2 separate regions of the Oryza sativa genome follow, and region 2 is linked to region 1. A link is a contact called in public ChIA-PET data. All regions are on one chromosome and are shown on one strand. Each heading gives the region's core, a stretch centred on a gene start, on an enhancer-like site or on the middle of the called end of the contact. The rest is flanking DNA. Distances are from core to core; before and after follow the strand shown. Region 1 holds the start of LOC4352665. Region 2 holds the start of LOC4352673.

Evidence for each region. ChIA-PET counts read pairs in DNA pulled down with a chosen protein or histone mark.
Region 2: a contact with region 1 is called in an H3K4me3 ChIA-PET map of leaf, with 10 times the contacts expected there. The contact joins the promoter of LOC4352673 here to the promoter of LOC4352665 in region 1. A contact is called at or near these places in 7 of 15 Hi-C or Micro-C datasets (leaf, leaf mesophyll, seedling and 1 more) and 2 of 4 datasets of contacts at active chromatin or transcription factors (both in leaf).

Annotation. Positions count from the first base shown.
Region 1 is chr12:25,235,268-25,242,771 of ASM3414082v1, forward strand. LOC4352665 reads left to right here and starts at 2,816. Exons shown (of 4, transcript XR_003240012.2): 1 at 2,816-4,357; 2 at 5,048-5,133.
Region 2 is chr12:25,409,694-25,417,197 of ASM3414082v1, forward strand. LOC4352673 reads right to left here and starts at 3,020. Exons shown (of 4, transcript NM_001423605.1): 1 at 1,528-3,020; 2 at 756-818; 3 at 581-649; 4 at 130-488. The coding sequence starts at 2,450. The coding sequence ends at 386. LOC4352674 (kinesin-like protein KIN-12F) reads right to left here. Exons shown (of 38, transcript NM_001423604.1): 29 at 7,351-7,504; 30 at 7,170-7,268; 31 at 6,999-7,070; 32 at 6,869-6,930; 33 at 6,662-6,773; 34 at 6,476-6,586; 35 at 6,216-6,386; 36 at 6,071-6,136; 37 at 5,854-5,973; 38 at 5,340-5,775. The coding sequence ends at 5,653.

The DNA.
Region 1 (7,504 bases), core at 1,566-4,065:
GCGAGAGATTGCTACGTACTGGTTTGAGAACCAGCGAGCGAGTAGAATGATCTCTTGAACACCAATGGAAGTTGCGGTGCGGGAGATTGCTACGCACTGGTTCGCGAACCAGCGAGTGAGTAGAATCATCTCTCGAACACCAATGAAGGCTTGCGGTACGGGAGATTGCTACGCACTTGTTCGAGACCCAGCGAGCAAGTAGAATCATCTCTCGAACACCAATGAAAGTTGCGGTGCGGGAGATTGCTACGCACTGGTTCGAGAACCAGCGAGCGAGTAGAATCATCTCTCGAACACCAATGGAAACTTGCGGTGCGGGAGATTGCTACGCACTTGTTCGAGACCCAGCGAGCGAGTAGAATCATCTCTCGAACACCAATGGAATCTTGCGGTGCGGGAGATTGCTACGCACTGGTTCGAGAACCAGGGAGCTTGCGGTGCGGGAGATTGCTACGTACTGGTTCGAGAACCAGCGAGCGAGTAGAATCATCTCTCGAACACCAATGGAAGCTTGCGGTGCGGGAGATTGCTACGTACTGGTTCGAGAACCAGCGAGCGAGTAGAATCATCTCTCGAACATCAATGGAGGTTGCGGTGCGGGAGATTGCTATGTACTGGTTCGAGAACTAGCGAGCGAGTAGAATCATCTCTCGAATACCAATGGAGGTTACGGTGCGGGAGATTGCTACGTACTAGTTCGAGAGAATCGCGACATCAAACGTCAACAGTGGCGTGCCAGGTAGGGGACTAGCCGTGCTTATCCTTGAAGTCGATATCCGACGTCTTGTCTTGGCGTATGTTGGCTTATATGTTGATCTTGTGTCTTGATCTATTGTTCTTGTCTTCTATGGTGGGTGTTGATTGAGGTGGTCGTATCCCCTCTCCTCATAGGGGGCCTTGTATTTATACCTATAGGTGTTCTCTTGTTCAAGTAGAACTAGGGGAAACCAATATGGATACAATCCGAGTAGTCCTTGTTGTTTCCATGTAGAACTCTGGTTGTCTTTCCTTACCCGGAACTCCTCCTATATCCGCAGGTTGTTTCCATATAGGACATGGTATGTGGTGGCTCATGCCGAGATTTAGTCAACTACTATTAGGTACGCGGTATTCATAATCTGACACTGTCTATAACATGTGGGTCCTCATGTGTCTATGATATATGGGTCCAGTGACAAATTCTTTATCACCACTTGTAAACGTGGTAAATAGTTAATTATTCTTGTTTTAGTCACAATAGCCATTTGCCTTATAGTGTTGTCCAAAACTTAGTTGTCGATTTACAGTGCATGAATGATGTTACTTGAAACTTGTCTTATTTTGAATTATTCAACGCGGTCGATTATACGATTTTTTAATGTGCAGGTGCTCGGCCCAGCATTTTTGTAGGTGGACCCCTTGTCCCGTTCCAGAGGGTTTTTTTTTATGTGCGGGAGGTCGCCTGCAAAAGGGTGGCGAGGATGGCATGGCACTTGTAGGTGGCCCCCTTGCCACTCTCTGGGAGGGTGATTTTATGCCCTCGGGGTATAAAACCCCTTGTACCTCTCCGATTTTACATTATATTCACTCAAAATCCAAAAGGAGGGAAGGGCGAGAGAGAGAGAGCAAAAGGGAAGCGGCGAAGCCATGCCGGTTTGCTGACTCCAAGCCGCCCTCCTAGCCCTTTTATAGGCGGGCACCTAGAGCCAAAAACCACCCTCTGGGAGGGTGGCAATGGGACCGCCTGTAAATTTTCGGTGCTCTCGGTGGCCGGTCGTTAGGCGAGGGCTAATGGTCGTCTGCCACGTCGATAAAATCGTCGGGGCGATGGGCTACTAGTTCTGTATAAATTTTTCGAATAGAAAATTATTTTTCAAAATATTTTAATAAATATAAAATTAAAAATAAAGAAAATCTGCATTCGCGCATGTGGTAGCAGGCAACAAAGTCAATGTGGCCTGATGGGCAAGCCGATGGCCACAGTTGCAGGCCGAACTGGGTAGCCCAATATGAATAGGGTATGCAGGAGGGAAGATGGATGTGTGCCGTTGGATGAACTGGTCGGCAGGGATGAAACCAAGTGCAGCGACACCGTAACTTTCCACCCCCCAAAGTCAGGAGGAATTTTTTTTATTTATACTTTTTTTTATTAAAATATTTAAAAAATAATTTGTTGTTTCGAAAATTTACAAATCTAATCGCCTGCCGCCCTTTGGGAGGGCGATTTTTAAAAATCGCCCTTCCACAGGGCGGCAAGGGACCTAAATGTAAATTTTCCAGCATAACTTGTTAGCTCTATAATTTTACAATTTAAAATTATATTATATAAAGTCAGATGAAATAAAACTTTATATCAAAATTGTAGAGCTCAAGGAGATCTACAACTTTGTAGTTAATAACTTTTTCATTTAAGATGTTTTAGATATCCAAATATTCGTTACAAAATATAAAACACATTTTAAAAAATCTCAGATCTACATTTCAAACGACATTGGATGGAGATAAACTTTATATAAAGTTGTAGATCTTGATGAGATCTAACTTTGTAGTTTATCACTTTTCCATTTAAAATCATTTGGAGTATCGAATAAGCATTATTAGTTTTTAAGCAATTAAAACCGGTGGGAAGGGTTTGAACACAAATAAAAATTTTGTATTTAGGTCCCTTGCCGCCCTTTGAGAGGGTGATTTTTAAAGGCGGCAGGCAATTAGATTTGTAAATTTTCGAAACAAAAAATTATTTTTGTAAATATTTTAATAAAAAAATGTATAAATAAAAAAAATTCAACAGGAGGGGATCCGTTTCGTTCCTTCCCGTTCCCGAGGAAATATCCCCATTCAGTTCCCCTTTCCCTTGTTCCAATCCCACTCCAGCCGGCGGCGAGACATCTGGGAGTGGGAGGTAAAACCCTAGCTAGATCCGATCCGAACCGAACACCGAACTGCGGCGCGGCGACATGGAAGAAGGCCGGGGATCGCCGGAGCCGGCGGGGGCGGCGGACTGGATTGTCCTCGACCCGTACGTCCGCTGCAGCTGGCGGAGGAGGCACAAGTACGAGGAGGAGGACATCACGGCGTCCAAGGTCGGCCGGACCTGCACCGGCTTCCCCGTCCGCGCCTCCCTCCGCGTCGCCGACCCGCCCGCCGTCTCCCGCCTCTACCTCCACTGCCCTCCCCAGTGGCCGGCCGACCTCCCCGAGGTCCGCTACCCCGACGTCATCGCCGCCCACCGCGGCTGCATCCTCTTCGTCGCCGCCGTCCCCTTCGAGGAACCCGGGTTCAACGTCGATGGGCACTACCCCCTCGACTACTTCATCTACTCCGCCTCCCCCTCCTCGCAGCCGTTGCTCACGCGGCTGCCGCCTTGCTTCGTCGGCGGCTTCACCGACCAGGAGGAGGACGAGTTGTACCAGCCGTACCACCAGCAGCGGCAGCGCTACATGTGCAGCCGAGACGTCGGCCTCCTGTGCCGCGACGGCGACGGCGACGGCGAGGACGGCCGGTCGCTCTTCACTGTGGCGCACCTCACATCCAGTGGGAGCAAGGAGGTGGAGCTCTGTGTTGTGCAATCAGGGGAAGCGGAGGAGTGGAGCATCACTCCCCTGCGTGTCCGTCGCGCCATGAGCATGCTCGGCCTCAACCTCGGCGAGTGGAGGACCGACGCCGTGCTCCCCCTCCACGACCGCTTCCTGTGCTGGGTCGACTACTACCAGGGCATCCTGCTCATCGACGTCCTCAACCCTGGGGACGAGCCACATCAATTCAGCTTCATCCCGCTCCCCAAACCGGTGAGAGATGGCAGCACCCGCTTGTTCAGCCAGTCCTACTGCGCCGACCCAGTTCGCTGTGTTTGTGTTAGAGGTAGTAGTGACAGTGGCTTCTTCATCAAGCTGGTCTGCGTCACCATTGCCGCCACCGCAGACAAGGATGTATACCCTCCTGCTTTCACCATCACGGCATGGACTCTGGTCAGCATCGACCAAAAGACCTGGGAACTGGATTTTACAATGGAAGCCGCCGAGTTCTGGGATCTTTGTGCTAATTCCGTAGGTCACACCTGTGCTCTTCCGCGTGCTGTGCCGACTTTTTCTCACCTGAGCTTGGTTGATCCAGGTGTCGTTTCCTTCCTGCTCATGGAAAAGATCGATGATGAGTTCCTGTTTTGGATCGTTGAGTTGGACATGACAAATAAGGTGCTGCGGTCACTGCCCACCCTCTACATCCAGGTGGAAGAAGAAGAAGAAGATGATGATGAAATAAAGAAAGTGCAAGAGGTACAAGGACCCTCCCGTTGCAAGGCCTATAAGAGAGTCTTTCACGGCGAATACTTCTTCCCCAGCCACTTCACCTCGTATCTGAGAAAGAATCCCATCCAAAGGTTCGATATGTGTCCCTTCTGTTTGGTTATATTCTTTAGGTTAGCACTGGCTACTTTGTGTTTGTTTTCCAACATAAAGGGAACACGTTGGTTAAATGGCTAGCAAATTGGCTGTATTGAAACATAGCATGTCTTTATGAGCTAAATGACTAACTAATAGTACTTCGGCGATTGCTTTGCTGTGTCGAGACATGAACATATTTGTCTGAACGCCATGCTATTTTCCTGTTAACGATGATTCAAGCAGTAACTAACTTGGTGTTATCCTTTTGTACTCTTCTATAATACGTTGTCATTGCCTCTTCAGTAAATTGCATTACATTCTCTATTTTCTGTGCAGTTCAACTAGTAGAGCTTGTCATTTCGTGAACGTTGTACTGATTTGCCAGCACATGACCTTAATAAATTTGGTCCTAAGTTAGTCTTGGTACGAATTACCAATTATAAACATCACAGCTTGATATAAAAGAAAATGATGATTGCAGTGTCAAAAACTACAGCTCAGTCTGATGACCGTTTGCTCTGCTGAAAAGCAAAATTTAATACTGGGCATTAAGACAGCCAACTGAACAAGTTCACACTTTATTTGACTAGTGTGTCTTATGTACATATGCTTCTTTTATCACAATCTGGAGCTAGTTGCATTAATCATCTTGTGTTTTTGCTGCTTTACCATTTATTTTGGTGTAGTCGGCTACGGAGTCAAATGATGCAGAAGGCAAAGCAAGAGAGCGTAATGCAAAAGAAACAAGTGAATGTAATGCAAGAGATTCCAGGTAAGCACAATTGAACAAGTTATCAGCATTTGGTTCTTTTCATCTGGTGTTTGATGAATTTTTGTGCTAAAACTTCATAGAAGAAATAATAAATTATTGGATATTTAATTTTATATGAGAATATTATTTGTAGCACAATTTTACTGAATATATACGAGACGTGTCTATATGACATGTGGGTCCAGAAATTTTAAATATCACGGTGTCCGAATATATTCGATATTGGACTCGTTTTGTTGTATAATTTGAATAGAAAGTGATGGTTCAAATGGATTTTAAATCCGATATACGATTCAAAAGATTGTAACTATTAAAACAAAAGAAATAAGCAAGTGCTATCGTTACTACGTGAGCATGCATGGTCATTGGCTGTGGCGATTAAACATATGGGGTCCACTGTCATTAGACATGTTAATCACATAATTATCTCCAGACTGCAGTACACGTTGACGGATTGGCTCGTCTCTGCGTCGGCTTATCACGAAGATTAGCACAGGGCGCTGGAAATTCGGAGGCCGCTTCCGTCGCCGCTGCCTATATAAGAAGCAGAACCCATCTAGAGCGGGGGACGCCGAGGACCATGCATGCTCCCGTGGTAACGATAGCACTTGCTTATTTCTTTTGTTTTATTTTAAGCTGCGCTTGTGATCGTCGTCTTCAAAATTGATTGCTCGCCGAAGGTTGAAGTTGGTGCAGAGATTTAATGATAACTGTGATATAGGTGGCTTTGTTTTGCCGAAACCTGGTCACAATATATTATCACCATGTCCATACATGAGTCAGGTATCATAACAAAGGGGATGACTTTTGCCTCGTCGGTGCCCAGTCATATATGCCAGCCTTTATTAGATGTGGATATATCGTTACTTTTGCCTCGTCGGAACCTAGTAACATGTATCCGTTCCTATATGTTTGGACATGTTAATAATATCGTGACACCGGCCTCGTAAATACTCGGCCATAATTTTTAACTTCCAAAGATCACGAATAGCTCCCATGTGTGTGCATGGTATCAAAATATATTTTGTAAAACATCGGTTAGATTATCCAATCACCAATGAAAGTTGGAAATATCTAAAGCTGTTGTTATCGGTATCATAGTAACAAATAGATGATCCAATCTCCAATGAGGGCCGGACATCTAATTTTGAGCATAGAAAATATATCAAATAGTGTTCAGATAATCCGATCACCAATGAGGACCGAACCAGCCTTATACCATCGATTGTATAAATGGAGTTTGATGATAACCGTGCTTCGGCTCTCATTGATCTGGCTTTAATCATCAAGATCAAGATAGATTAAAAACGCGCAGATGTTCCGATCGCCAATAAGGACCGAACATCTATTGTGTTTAATCTAGAAAATTAATATTTATTCAATGTGCTCACCATCCAGCGCAAATATCCTGAATGGCGGCATGTTGTCGATAAATGACTCGACTTGATGAAGGACGCCGGCTGCGGTGTTTAATTCTCTCCGCAGCGGCGCCGGTTTGCTATCACCGGCCGGCTTCAATCTCCTCTCCTGATTTTCCTAATCTACTGAGAAGAATGGGATGAATGAAAATGGGCAGATGGGTGTCTCCTGTGGCGTCCTCGGCGTCCCCCGCTCTAGATGGGTTCTGCTTCTTATATAGGCAGCGGCGACGGAAGCGGCCTCCGAATTTCCAGCGCCCTGTGCTAATCTTCGTGATAAGCCGACGCAGAGACGAGCCAATCCGTCAACGTGTACTGCAGTCTGGAGATAATTATGTGATTAACATGTCTAATGACAGTGGGCCCCATATGTTTAATCGCCACAGCCAATGACCATGCATGCTCACGTAGTAACGATAGCACTTCTTATTTCTTTTGTTTTAATAGTTCCAATCTTTTGAATCGTATATCGGATTTAAAATCCATTTGAACCATCACTTTCTATTCAATTATACAACAAAACGAGTCCAATATCGAATATATTCGGACACCATAATATTTAAAATTTCTAGACCCACATGTCATATAGACACGTCTCGTATATATTCAGTAAAATTGTGCTACAAATAATATTCTCATATAAAATTAAATGCCCAATAATTTATTATTTCTTCTATGAATTTTTAGCACAAAAATTCATCAAACAAATGCCCCCCACCGAGTGTAGTTTGTACGCGAAGCAGGACAGACTTCACTCGGTGAAATACTCAGTAGTATATTGTTACGAAGGATTAATCCATCTCCGTGTGGTACATGGCTTGATTCACAAGCTGGCTGCCAATCGGCAAATGACGTGCATGATCTGATATATATTGAAGCCGAGTTCATGTATCATACGGGCTCATGGCCGTATGTCCTATATATATAAATAAAGTCTGTACAGCTTCTTAATC
Region 2 (7,504 bases), core at 1,770-4,269, 170 kb after region 1:
TATAAATAAGACAAACTGTGGATATTATCGGAGCACATCTAGATTGCAAGTACTAGAAATTAAGCTTATAAATAAGACAAACTGTGGATATTATCGGAGCACATCTAGATTGCAAGTACTCGAAATTAAGCTTATAAACAAGACATATAGAAAAAGGAGTAGTAAATTGTCTCAGCATAGCACATACCCATAACTACTTAGATACTTAGATATAGTTAAGTAGTAGATGCCTAAGGATTGTCTCAGCATAGCACATACCCATAATTAGTTAGATATAGTTAAGTAGTAGATGCCCAAGGATGGATGCACATACTTAACATGGTGGACATAAATACAGCAGAAGAATCCTTCGATTGTCCCTCCAATCCCTTTAAGCATGATGACATTAAGCAATCTTCAATCCAGCAAGCGGCCTGCTCAAGTGAGCCTCCATTCCTCTACTTTCCGTTGCCATCTGTTGTTTTCCCTTCATTTTGCTTAGTTCCCAACTGCATAAAAATAAAAAAAGAAGCAAAGTCAACTGGAGGATCAAGGCAAGCAACTCTCAAGAGAATGGGAAGAAGGAAATGCAAAAAGCAACCTATTCGATCCCATCTCCAATCCATTCTTTTGCATTGCTCTCTCTTGTTTTTCCTTCTGCATCATTTCACTGCATTGCCAAATACAACCGAAAATTGAGGAGCAAAGTCACAAGCAATGCAACTAATTCCAGGCTAGATAAAAAAAAATGGACACAGCTTGTTCATTGTGCTTACCGTCCAATCTTTTCGATTGCACTTTCTTGTTTTGCCTGCTGCATCATTAAACTCCGCATCCGACTGCACCAAAAAATGGAAAAGAAGTCACAAGGCGATCAATGCAAACTAGATACAGATGGTGAGAAAATAAGCAAATGCGACACACTAGTTAAGAAACAGGGAACTGTTCTGTCGGCTGTCTTAATGCCTAATATTATATTTGCTTTCCAGCAGAGAAACAGTAACTGTTGATGCTGTAGTTTTTGATCCTGCAATCCCGATGTTCCTTCAAATCAAGCTATGATGTTTACAGTTGGTAATTGATGAGACCAAGAACTTAGCTAACCAAATTACTTAAGGTTATGTGCTGGCAAATCAGTAAAACTTTCACCAAATGAAAGGCTCTACTAGTTTAACTGTGCGAAAAGAAAAATGAATGTAATGAAATTTAATTAAGAGGCAATGTCCAAGTATAGAAGAGGAGTACAGAAGAATAATTACAAGTTATTGCTTGAATCACTATTCGCAGGATTGGCAGGGCATTCGATCAAATATGCTCATGTTACAACATAGCAAACCAATCGTCAAAGTCATTTAGCTAATAAAGATATGCTCTATTCCAATATGCTAACTGCTTAGCCATTTAACTATCCAGTTATCTGCTTGTTAATTCCTAAACAGTGGCTAAAGCAATTGAATGGATATTCCAACTGGTATTATTTTCATATTTGAACACATCACACAAATGGTAAATGTTTTTGTATCACAAATAAAAGAAAACATAGCAAACCTTGTGGTGTCGCCACCTTTCAAATAAGAGGGGAACCAGCTGGGGACGAAGTTATGGCCATAAAAATATTTCATGGGCAGGTATCTCTCATCATCTTCTTCTTTTCCATTGATGAAGAAGGTGGCTGGTGGCAGCAGGAATTCCGCTTCTTCTTCTTCACTGATGTAGAGGGTGGCTGGTGACAGCAGGGCTTGGTTTCTCATGTCCACCTCAATCATCCAGTAAAGGCCATTGCCCTTGTCCTCGAGGAGGAAGTTGTTGGCCTTGTCGTAGAGGAGGAAGGAGATGGCAAATGGATTAGCCATGCTCACCAGGGGGAAAGTAGGCGGCGCATGTGGAAGGAGGGGCTGGTTTGCGGCAGAGCAAATATCCCAGAACTTGCCGGCTTCCATGGTGAAATAACGAATCCATCTACTTTCGTGGATGTCGACCAGACACCATGACTTGATGAAAGCAGAGCCAGCAGAGCTGTTGTTGCGGCCTCCTGCTGCGGCATTGTCATCTATGCAGACAAGCGTGATATCGCCAGCGATGTTGATGGAGACAGAACGAGCTGGATCAGGGTTGTACTTGTCAACGCGGCGGCCACGCATCGCCTCTGCCGGCAGCGGTATGTAGTTGAAGTAACGCTGGGTCTTGACGTCGATGAGGATGATGCCATGGTAGCAGTCGACGCAGGCGAGGTAGCTGTCGTGCAGGGGAAGAACGGCGTCGGTCCACCAACCTCTGAGGTGGTGGTTTTGGTTGGGTTGCTGCTGCATCTCCAGGATCTGGACCTTCCATTGGGGTTGTTGGGGGCAATCAGCATAGTGGTTGAGGACGCAGAGCTCGACGGCCTTACCCTTATGGATGTTGATGTCCGCCACCGTGAAATCGCCGGCGTCATCGGAGTGGCAGAAGAAGCCGACGTTCTGCTCTACCATGACCCGCTGCTGCTGGCACCGGTGCGGCTTGAAGTGGCGGTCGACCTCGGGGAGGAGAATCCGCCGATGAAGCAAGGGGGCAGCCGCGTGAGCGACGGCCGCAACCCCTCGCCGGGCCTGGCCGTGTAGACGAAGTAGTCCAGGGGGAATTGGCCCGGCGCGATGGTGTCGAGGTCGGCGAAAGGGACGCGCGCCGAGAGGAGGATGGAGCCGCGGTGGGCGGCGATGACCTCGGCGTCGCCCAGGTCGTAGACGCGCGACCAGCCGGGGCGGTGGACGTAGAGGCGGGAGACGGCGGGGGGGTCGGCGACGCGGAGGGAGACGCGGATGGGGTGGCCGCTGCAGGTGTAGGCGATCTCCGACGCCGTGGGGTCGTCGTCCCCTCCAACTCCGCTCCAGCAACGGACTATGCGGTCCAGGACCATATATCCATGCGTGGCACGGCGAGATCTAGGTTTTGCCGACGGCGCTTCCATGTCGCCTCGCCACGGCGAGATCTAGGGTTTGCCGCCCTCCAGGGGACGGCGGCGACAGGATGAGGAGGAAGAAGGGAGAAGGAGGGATATGAGTAAAGTAGCTGTCTCAGTTTCGGTGGCTTTTAACTATTTGCCACTTTTAGATTTGGCAAATAATTTTTTTTTGCCACCTCTATCTCAATGACATGTGGGTTCACATGTGTCTATAACATATGGATCCACTGGCAAAAAATTAATTGGCACGTTTAAATATGGCAAATGGTTAAATACCTTCGGTATATATACGGTGCCTTCAATCCACCAATTTTGTGGTGCCTAATCTCTGTAATTTGCTTCCCTCTTTCCAATCGGATCGGATTTGCTCCTGCCTAATCTGTACCTAACTCTTCCTCTATACTAGTACTAATAGCACTACACATCCCGTAAGTTGGTGTATATTATACTCCACCAACAACTACAAGTTAGCAGTTCCCTTATTTTATATACTTACTAAAAATAATAAAAGTAAGAAATTCAACATAAACTATTCCCGTCCGTGAATATAAGAGACTCTACCTTTTTTTTTTTAAGTAAGGCATGGTTTAGTTCTCAACTTTCTTTTCTAACTTCCAACTTTTCCATCACATCGAAACTTTACTTATACACATAAATTTACAACTTTTTTCTTCAAACTTTCAATTTTAGTCAAACTTCTAATTTTGCCGTAGAACTAAACACAACCTAAGATAAGAATTAAGAAAATAGTACAAAGACATGTGATTATTAAACAAAAGGTGATTGTAGGGGAGAGAGAGGAGGATAGAGAGAATAAGGAGGGAGGATGACAAGTGGGACCACACGGCCCCACCTTTTTTATTATTTTGTGTGTAATTGACATGTAGGTCGCACATTTCTTTATTATTTTTCCAGAATCTAATTACCACGTAAGCATCGCATCAATATCACGTGGGACAAGGACCTAATTAAACCAGCCACGTAGGCAGCACGTCATCTAAAACCGGGTATAATACTACCAAGGAACCTCGTCTGCATGGTTTTGTAAGTTGGGGGATGCGTTGTATCCAGTTCTGTGTGCTGAGGACGAAAATTAGACTGGGCGACAAATTGAGAGACCAAAAGTGTACTTATTCCTTCACCGGCAGACATGTATTGGGCCATTTGGTTCCATGGCCTGTTTGTTATGGGCTAAGGAGGATGCTGGCCCATGTGTGGTGATGTACAAGACAGTCTACGCCGAGCAGTGGCGCACGGCTCGTGCGGTCGGCCTGATCTGGCCTGCGCGTAGCGTCGACGCGTGGTCCGACGCGCGCTGTGGTTCTGGTTCGGCGTAGCAGCAGCAACGGCGCCCGTGCGATGCGACGTGAGTCAGCACTACCAGGCGACCGTGTAGCGTGCGCCGCACACGCTAGCGACGGCGCGTCCGCGCATGGCTGGGGCCTGGGCCTGGGGCTCGTCCGGCAGTCGGGCTGCCAGACTATGGCCCTGTTTAGATTTCTAACTTTTTTTTCTTTAAATTTTTAACTTTTTCGTCACATTGAACTTTTCTACACACATAAATTTTCAACTTTTTCGTTACATCGTTTCAATTTCTTCAAACTTCCAATTATGACTGTGTTTAGTTCCCTTTAAACTTTCAACTTTTCCGTCACATCAAATGTTTGGACACATGTATGGAACATTAAACGTGGACGAAAAAAAACTCAATTGCACAGTTTGCATCTAAATTGCGACACGAATCTTTTGAGCCTAATTATGCCATGACTTGACAATGTGGTGCTACAGTAAATATTTTCTAATGATGGATTAATTAGGATTAATAGATTCGTCTCGCAATTTACATGCGGAATCTGTAATTTATTTTGTTATGAGTCAACGTTTAATACTTCAAATGTGTGTCCGTATACGTCAATTTTTTTTTTGCCAAAACAACTAAACACGGCTATGCCGGGTGCCCTGGCCTACTCCACTTGGCAAGTGGCGCTTGCTACTCTCTCTCCGTCCCACATCAAAACAACGAAGCTCTACTATTATAAAAATTAAAGATGTTTCCTTCGTCCGTCATCCGTGTTTGAGTCGGTTTTAATTTTATGTTTTGGTTTTAATATGGCTCCGCTTAGATCTCAGTTCAACTGTTTGCTTTGATCAGGAAGGCTATCATAATCATTCAACTGTTTGCTTTCCAGTTGAACATCGTCTAGTCTTTGATTGATCAGCTATTCCTTTTTGTAAGCACATAATCGCCCCAGCTGGTTACGGATTTCATCCATTTCTCTGATGCCTTGTATTTAAGTCGCGTGCCTTCTCAAGTGACGATTGCATTCTTTTCAGTTTTATCTGCAAAGGTCAATCATCGTTCTCACAATTTGCACTTTCGTCTCTTACATATGTTTGATTAAAGGGGGCGAATCACGACTGAGAGAGGAGAGCCGATTGATCACTTGCATCTTTCAAGATAGCAAGATCATCAGCGGCTATTTCAAGTAAAAGAATAATTGCATTGGATTTCAATGTGTATACATGATTCAATTAACTAGGCCAGCAGATGCAACATCAGCAATGCATGGTTAATGCCCCTACTCTACTCGCAGCAAAACTGTACTGCACGAGATGCTTTGGGGCACAGGTCGGTAGGTGGTTAGCTGGTAACTAACGAGTAACAAAACGATGTAGCAACCAATATTATGTACAGTACAACACTTGCTTCGCTTCTATTTGAGTCAGCTGCGTCATCGGAATGACGAGATGCTTGGTGATCTGCACACACTCGGTGATCTGGAGCGACCTGAGCTAAGAGAAGATGACTCGCTCCGAAGCTCCGATAAACGGGCCTTTTCATGCAGTAGTTTGCACTGCACGGGTTGCAAAACTTAAGCATCAGTAAAGAGTAAGACTAATTAGTGAAATGAATGGTATTCGTTTGTTCTGACCTTCAGTTTAAGATCCTCAACCCCAGCCTCCATTGAAGCAATACGGAGTTGGATCTGATTTAAGGCTTCCAATGCTTTCAAAAGACTCGCATCAGACTCATGGTTTCTAACTCCAGCGATCTGTCAGAAGGAATGTAGGATCAAAGTTTCCTCATGTAAGCTCGCAAACTTTGCATCGACCACAAAAAGGGTTGCTTCAGAGTAAACATGAACATACCTTCAGAACGGTGGCACACAGGCTCGACAGGTTTTCTGCAAGCTTGCTTCTATCCTGCTCGCTTTCCTGTTGACATGCAGACAAAATATTAGTGCCTCTGAACCTGGCATATTTCTTTGTGAAAATCGAGAAACGGTAGACGCACTTCTAATCTATTTCTTAATAGCTCTTCCTCCTCCATCTGCTCATATGGGTCCTTCCCATCTGAAACCCTGTAGCGAGCAAGCTCTTCCTTCGTACGGGCAACAACTGCTCCTAGCTTCTGCAGCTTTGCACTTAGCTCTTCATTCTGCTTTTTAAGTAAGTTATTCTCTTCCTATTATGTTGGGCAAAATACATGAAAGAGGGTCAGACAGGAAAGCATAAGTTCAGAAACACTGAGAAAGTTTGAAGAATGATGCATGCCTTTGTTTTCACGTGATGATTAATTCGCAGTTGAAGATTCTGTTGTCTCGTAAGCTTTTTCACTTCATCTTCAAGATTAAAGATGATGGCTTTGCCATTCGCATTCTCAGCCTACAGTATGGCAATCAATTAATACAGAAAAGGACTTAAATTAACTGCCAAAAGGGGTAAATAAACATGGCATACCTTCAGCAGCTCAATTTCAGCTACCATAAAGTGTTCCTTTTGTCTTAATTTTTCTATAGTAATGCGAGCTGCTCCAAGTTCAGATTGTCGCTGGTTTATTTCATCAAGCCAACTGTATCCAAAAAAAGAACAAAATAAAATTGAGTCCATCAATCACTTTAATATATAGTTATTTTTAGGTGGCTGTAGATGGGAAAGTATACATACCTCTGTCTCTCTTCAATTAATTCATCAAGCTGGCTCCTCAGCTTCATCAACTCATCGGACTGCTGAACAGTTATGTATCAAATAGATGCAAGAACGATATGTTGAGCTGTTGCTTAGATGGAGAAGTTACCTCTTTAGATTCATGAGCTTGGGTAACAGCTGACTCTTGTGTGTCCATTTGTTGCTGGTTGTCAACCAGTGCCTGCAATCAATTAGTGGGCATATATAAGATAGTTTAGAAATAACAGATATCTAAAAATAAAATTGGAAGCATGTGAAATAAGGGAATTTTCTTTCCTACCGCCCAAGTCGCCATGTTCATCTTAACACCTAACATATCACGAATCACATCATGTGTCATACTCTCTGTTGTAGCTAATCTCGCATTCAACATGAATATCTTCAACAGAGGGGAAAGGATAGGTTAATAATAAGGCTAGAAATAATGGAAACAAGAATGATTTAAGTCTATAAAATCGCACCTCCCTTTGCCGACTAGCTGCTATGCCCTCAAGTTCCATAATGCGTTGCTTTGCAGCACTAAGCTCTTCATCTTTCTCAGAATTCATTTGTTGTACAAATCCCAGTCCAATGCACTTAAATGGAGAGCCTGAACCGCGAGGTTTCAAACTGATC